Regions from separate parts of the Gossypium hirsutum genome. Here region 1 is linked to region 2. A link is a contact called in public Hi-C data. All regions are on one chromosome and are shown on one strand. Each heading gives the region's core, a stretch centred on a gene start, on an enhancer-like site or on the middle of the called end of the contact. The rest is flanking DNA. Distances are from core to core; before and after follow the strand shown. Region 1 has its middle 11 kb from the start of LOC107922619. Region 2 has its middle 32 kb from the start of LOC121214206.

Evidence for each region. A called contact is a pair of places that touch in the nucleus more often than the background predicts.
Region 1: a contact with region 2 is called in a Hi-C map of petal, with 3 times the contacts expected there. The contact joins two enhancer-like sites. A contact is called at or near these places in 4 of 34 Hi-C or Micro-C datasets (fibers, leaf, petal and 1 more).

What each region holds. Positions count from the first base shown.
Region 1 is chrD01:45,149,879-45,153,742 of Gossypium_hirsutum_v2.1, reverse strand. No RefSeq gene overlaps it. Among protein-coding and RNA genes, the nearest start is that of LOC107922619, 11 kb to the left of the region's middle. Within about 2 kb of position 2,557, at least 2 of the 9 cell types and tissues checked have an H3K27ac peak or open chromatin away from gene starts, as enhancers often do.
Region 2 is chrD01:45,078,015-45,081,667 of Gossypium_hirsutum_v2.1, reverse strand. No RefSeq gene overlaps it. Among protein-coding and RNA genes, the nearest start is that of LOC121214206, 32 kb to the left of the region's middle. Within about 2 kb of position 2,092, at least 1 of the 9 cell types and tissues checked has an H3K27ac peak or open chromatin away from gene starts, as enhancers often do.

The sequences.
Region 1 (3,864 bases), core at 1,308-3,807, 72 kb before region 2:
TAACGAAAGAATTAGGGTTTTCGATAGAGTTAGTTGGTATAAATTCATGTGTGTTTAAACCCTAGGATTGACGACTCTAGGAAGTGATCTAGGATAAATGAGGTAGAGAGATACGTTTATCAAGTAAATCGTGGATTTATCTTGGTCAGGAAAGTGAGGTCGAGAGATAAGCGTGTACTGGTCGATTAGTTAAGTAGTAGAGGCCAAGAGGTAAGTCTGTTTAATTAATAACTAATTCCCTAATGAAAACCTGAATTCCGAAGTTAATTACAACCACTAAAGTGAGTTAATGTTCTTCATGTTAATTGAGAGATCTTTGTTGTTAACTTTGTTTTAAGTAGATAGTTTTTTCTACAATTTTAATTATCGTAATATGATTTTTGGTGATTACTGTTTAGATTGCTAGTGTAGACAATATATTTAGATTTAATTCAACCTCCCTTGGATTCGATCCTCGTAATACTTCCTTGTGTTCTGTTGTAATACTAAACTATATTACAATTTGACCTGTTCGCTTGTAGATATCGCATTGATTTTATATGTTTTTATTTATACGATTTTTACTCTAAACGTTTGCATGTTTGGAGGCGGTCAGAAAACCTAAGATTTATATGACATTAAGCATAGAAGAGGATTCAATTCGCATTCACATTGCCATAAGGGGCCTTTTTGGTGACAAGAGGTTGTGCAATAAAGTTAAGAAGCCTTGTTCAACAAAAATATTTGGGCATCGGTGACATTGCCAAAGTATAGGAAATTTTTGGATTAATGTAGATAGTTATTCAAGGTGAAGAAACATTCTGATGGAACAGTCCCTTGTTATAAAGCTAGGTTAACATTGAAATTTTAATTCAAACTAGAGTTTCACACATGCAACGATTATGTTATTTAGAAATTGATATTTCATTTGATTATAAAAAAAAAAAATTGTTTGCGATATTAATTTCATATATCATATTTAAAATTAATTTTTTATATTAAATTATTTATTGTTAGATCAAATCAAATTTGAATAGTACAATGTTTAATTTATTCAAAACACGATCTAATTAGTAAACCCTTTAAAACATTTTTTTAGTATTTTAAAAATTACTATGTTATATTATATATATTTTTACTATATTTGGATTGAAGTAGGGAGAATGAAAGGAAAAGAAGAATCTTTCCCTTATTTTGATTTAAGGGAAATTGAGTATTCATTACTTTCCTTTGGTTTTATTTACCCCAATTTGGGGTAAAAGTTAAAAGGAAAGAAACGAAAAAAGATTTTTAAGATATGAATTATTTTTTTATTCTCTTCATTTTCTGTATAAATTATTTTATAAAAAGGACATTGTAAAAAATCAGCCTAACCAATTTTTTCTCCTTTTCTTTAATAATTTTTAACTATCTAAACAAAATAATAGGTAATTCTTTTCTCTCCTTACTTTTTTCCTTACTTATCTTTCCTTTCTTTTTCTTTAATATTGTGAATCCAAACATAGGGTTATGTAAAATTTAACAAATTTCAACTTCTTTGGAACAATCTATTCGAGGTGTGCTCTTTGACGACTATTATATAAGGCATGAGAAACTTGTTGTCAATAATCTACCCACATTAGATAACTCAGGTTAGTATTTAAAATAATATTTTATAAAATATTTTAAAATCATTTAATTTAAATTGCAAAAGTAGTAGTAAGCATCCCAACTTACTTTTAATTTTAGCAAACATACATAAATAATTTTAATTTGATTGACTTGTTTTCCTATAGCTTAGGCATTGTAATCATCGTCAACTTGTGGGGGCTTTCTATAAAGCTATAGTCTTTTGAACCAAAGCAAAAGTAGCATGGGATTTACTTATTACAACTGTAAAGTACTAAAATGGATTTAATTTAATACTCTTGAATTAATTTGAACCTCTTGTCAAGCAATGGGTTTTATTTCTATTTCTACAAGTCACCTAACTTTATTGACCCAAGACTCATAATATAATTGTTCGTGGCAAAGGGATTGACTATTGACTTCCATACCTATTTTATTACAAGTAGAAACTTTTATACAGAAAACCTGTATATGCATTTTACAAAATCCTTTTTTTCTCCTAAAAAGATCTGATTGGCAAATAAATTTAAATAAAAAATCATTATTAAATAGTAATTCACGTCAATCATAACAGAATTTATAAAATTCGTTTTCTAAATTAAATCTAATTCGTATAAATGGAATCAGCCAAATCAGGTAAGTAATTTGAGTCTAAATAGGCGGTAAGGTAAATTGATGAAGGGTAGTTTTCTATTAAGGTATTTATTAGAGTAAATTCAGTGATTAATTTTATATGCTCTGTAAGAACACTGAGGGGTAAATATTGATCATAAATTTTAAAACTATTTGATATTTAAAATAAAATTAAATCTTCGTTAAGATACACGAAACTTTTATCATATCACCTAAAAGTAGTTTTCCATTGAAGAATGGAACCTCCGTGTTTGTTACACTAATGCTTCCATATTTATGAAAGTGCTAGGAAAATCAGCTAAACTCTTTTTGTGACAAAGACTTTGACGGTGCAATATTTACATGGACAGGACATATACCTTATAGATTGGGGTCACCAAAATTGACGCATCACCCTATTTTATATTTCACAATAACATTCGAATCACATATTTAAACTAAGATAATATAAAGAAATTATCTCATATGTTGCTACATTAAAACTAGATTAACAGTCCTCGGATTATCATCTAAAGGGAGAAAAATCCTATTAAAAGAATTAATTAAAAAAACGAAACATTAGATGACCCCTATTTATTTTATTTAAATAATAGAAATCGGATATTCTATCAATTAACTTTGAACTCCAGTTTTCATTTTTTATATTTTCCCCCAAAAGTCTAACTTGAAGGCTAAAAAGAAGTGGAAGACTAAGTAGGTTCTAGAAATAGTCCAGCTTTATTATTTGATAAGACTAAACTCTTTAAAATATAGATTAGTTATGGCATCGGGGAAAATTTATATAATATATAAGTTGTACCTAATTTAGTATTTAAGTTTGTTTTTTTTAATATGATCATGTTATATTTTGGTTTAATATGATATTTGTATTTGATAAAAGTTATACATTTTGATATTTAAAAATAACAATGTTAACTTTTTAGTATTGAATTTGGGTTTTAGAATTTATTTGAAGAAAATTCATAATTAACTAATAATATTAGGAATTAACTTTCATCGGTTCAATTGTATACCCAAATTAAATCATATCTTTTAGACTATATTCGACAAATTAAATGAAAAATTAAACAAATTCACAATTAACACAAAATTTATTCTATTAATAAAATCATAAAAAAATCAAACATAATGATATTAGCAATTAATTTTCATCAAATCAATCTTAAAACCTGAATTAAATACTAAAAAGTTAACATTGTTATCTTTGGGTGCCAAAATATATAGCTTTGGTCAAATACATGTACTAGACTGGAAACAAAAACACAGGTATTGTATTAGAAAAAAAAAAGGTCAAACTTAGGTACATAGTAGGGTAAAAGTCCCAAAAACCATTCATTAACGTAAGAGAATGTTACAAATACGTTAGTGAAATAAACAGTAATGTAAAATATTGATTTAAATTACAAGATCGAACCAGAAAAAATATAGATATATAAATAAAAAATCTGAAAAATAGAAATTGGAAATAAAATTGGATTGAAATTTTGTACTTGTAGGTAGGCAGAAATCCTACTGGTAGTTTAGACCTGTTTGCACAGTTTCCTTAAGACCGATTCGGCCGCTCCTTTGGTGTTGGAGAAGCGTTGGTTGACTGTCTCCCAAGATACAACAACGAGATGAGCACGACAGTAACACAACTGCAGT
Region 2 (3,653 bases), core at 843-3,342:
AGAGATGAAGAAAGGGAAGGTCACATTCAATAATTAAATCAAATGTCCATATATGTACATTTATCAAAGCGATGAATGTTTTGTCATTGCTTTTATTAGGTGCCCACAGCACTTTTAGGTCTATGGTTTAACCTCCGACCAAACTGTTGTCATTTTGCTATATTAGATAAGATTTAAGAGCAGTTGCATCACCCCTCCCCCCCCCCCCATGCCCTTTCTATAAATACCCTTTGATTTTGGGTTGGATCATGCAATGTCTCTCGACTTTGGAGCTGGCAATTAATAATACTAAACCATAATATACCCTTTGTTTTATAAATACATAACTGCATTTGTGCCACGGTTATATTGTCCTTTGCCTCACTACATTGTTGTTGCCAATCATGCATGGATCTCTTTTGGAACCAAATTATTAGGTTTGATGAGTAGAGGATAAGTTATCAATTATGATTGGAGTATCTGTCTCTGATTTCTTACGCTGCAATTTTTATGCTTTTTTCTTCACTTCGAAATGAAAATTTCAGAGACAACTTTCCAAAATGTTATAACTATCATTATTGCATTTTCTTTTAAAATAAACTTTGGTCAGTACAATATTTGTGGCCATACGGTCAGTGTAGCTAGCGGCTGGCAGGGCCACGCTCCTAAATGAAAAAATTTGTATTTAGGTCTTTTAAAAATTTTAAAATTTTAAATTAGTAAAGTTAAAAGTATACTTTTGGCCCTTCTAAAAATGATAAAAATTTGATTTAATACTTTTAAAAATTATAAAGATATAAGTTATTAAAATAGTGAAATTATATTTTTACTATCTCAAAAATTACAATTTAATTTCGACCCTCCTAAAGAAATTTTGACTTCGCCCCTACATACTGTAACACCCCGAACCCGAGACCGTCGCCGGAGTCGAACACGAGGTGTTAACAGACTTCAAACCACTTATTTGACATTTCCCAGACAAGCTGCCAATCTGCATACTAGTCGCTTTAAAAATCATATCTTGAGTTCTGAAACTCGAAATCCAGTTCCGTAAATTTTCCCTGAAACTAGACTCATATGCCCATCTACATATTTTTTTTCTAGAATTTTTGGTTGGGCCAATTATTACATTTTATTAGTAAAATTCTCCCATGTTACAGGGATCGACTACACTGACCTTTGCGCATTACGACTTGGATATCTCCCTGTACAGAGCTTCAATACTGATGCCATTTGTTTCTATAGAAACTAGACTCAGATAGGAATCTATACATATATGTATTGACTCCTAATTGTCTCTGGTTAATTTATAATGAATTTCCAAAGTCGGAACAGGAAATCCAGAAACCGTTCTGGACCTGTCTCACAAGAACCTGAATATCTCTTAACATACTGTCCGTATGATTGTTTCGTTACTTTCCTATGAAAATAGATTCATCAAGGTTCGTTTAAATAATTTATTCACTATTTAATTCCATTCCTACTATTTTTAGTGAATTTCCAAATCTACATCACTGCTGCTGTCAGCATCTGCCTTTAAGGTAGACCCCTTCAACCTTTCTTCTTCCTTCCTCCTTAAATTTTTTTGGCCAAAGATGAACCAAAGGATGAGCACTTTTTTTTTGTTTTTCTTTCTAGTTTCGGCAAAATGGGGGGGGGAACAACCACACATTTTTTTTCATCATATTCCCTTTCATTATTTTATGCCCATGCTCCTTATTTTATTTTTTCCACCCATGATGCACCAACACAACATGTCTATGACATGTCTTGCCCATCACACTTGGTCTACCATGCTTGTCATGGCCGGCCACTACTAATTAGGGGGGGGAATTTGACATGCAAGTCCCCCCTTTTTATTTCATGCACTATTAGGTCCTTATGCTTCGACCTATCACATTTCAAAAATGTCGCACATAAGTCCTATTGACTAAATTCACATGCAATCGACTAAATCGAAGCTTGAAATTTTCACACATTCATAATTACATATTCTAGACAATAAATATCACATTCAAACATTTCGGTGACTCGGTTTAGCGGTCCCGAAACCACTTCCCGACTAGGGTCAATTTTGGGCTGTCACACATACGATCCAACTAGTGAAGCATGGATCATGCTGTGAGTAGATATGTTAGAATTATTATTTTTAGATATTCACATGTCATAACATACAATTGAGTGTAATCTATAGAAATGAGTATTAATTAGTTTGTGTTATGATGTGGGTTCAAATATATCAAAACACACTTAAGATGGTAAAATTTTAAGAAAGTTGTGAGCATCAAAGAGAATAATTACAACTTATGTATTCACGACATCACTCATGCCCCGTGAGCTAAATTAGGCCATGGCAATCAAGAGCGAAGCTAGAAATCTTGATGGGGAAGGGTGGGTATTTAAATAAAACAAACATGTTCAAAGTATGCCCAACCCACTTTTAATAAGCTATTTTTAATTTCGAGATGACGGGCTAGTTCTAATTTTAACAATGTATTTTTAAAATCGGGATAATCTTAATCACCAAAATTTAGAAAAAACAAATTAAGTTAATTGCTCAATTTGTATTAGATATTGTAATTATTTAAGATTATTTTTTATTTAGTTACTATTTATATACTATTCATACTTAGATATTGGAATGATTTAACTTTACTTTTACCAAATTAATATTTAGATACTATTTTGTATTAATTTATCAAACTGAACTAAAAATGTTGCTAAATTTATCACAAAAATTATAAATTCTATAAACGAAATAAAATTTAAAAAAAAACTTTGGAAAACAAAACTTTATCCTAATCTTAAACACTAATTATAAGATAAAAATAAAAGTTTTAAAAACTCAAAGGGACTTAAATGAAATTTAACAAAATTGAAGGGGGCGGGGTCACTGCTAATTAGAAATTGTAACTAGAGTATGTCCTTTATTTTTGACACAATATTAAGGGTAGAAGATGAGGACAATACAATTTAAACTTATATCAAATGAGTATCTGACAAGAGTTTTAATCATCACTTCATTCAAGTCAAGGTTACGACATTCTTTATTTATCTATTTATATAATATAATAACATATAAATATAATATAATATAATTATTAGTATTAGTATAATCATATTCTAATTGGCTTTAAATTATGTTGTTCAAATGGTTGTTGATTTTTTTTTTTTCAATACTTGAGTCAAAATCAGACAAGATGTGCATGTGAGGCAAAATGTTTAAGCAAAAGTTAACTTTATTAAAGAAATGATGGAATTTGATTAGTAATTCAAAGACAAAAATACAGACAAGACTTATCCATTCTTTCACTCATATTATAGGGCCATAAATTTATCTTCCAGTCATAAAGACCTTTTTGTCACAACAAACGCCATAATAAACAAAGTTGTAATGAGATTGGAATTGCAACACTTCTCCTTCTTCTTTTTAAATATCTTTCAAGGGCAGTTAACGAAAATTAAGATTGTTAACAAAGAACTCAAAGAAAGTTATCAATTTTGTCCAATTAAAATGAAAATAAACTCTAACTATTTATTTAAAATTTAAATGACAATAATTTTAGATAATGGTAGGTCAAAATTCATACTTTAATTTAAAATTTAGGGAGTAAAGTTAGACATATTTATGGGCTGAAAAACTTTTCTAACTTAATAAATTTAGACTCAAACAA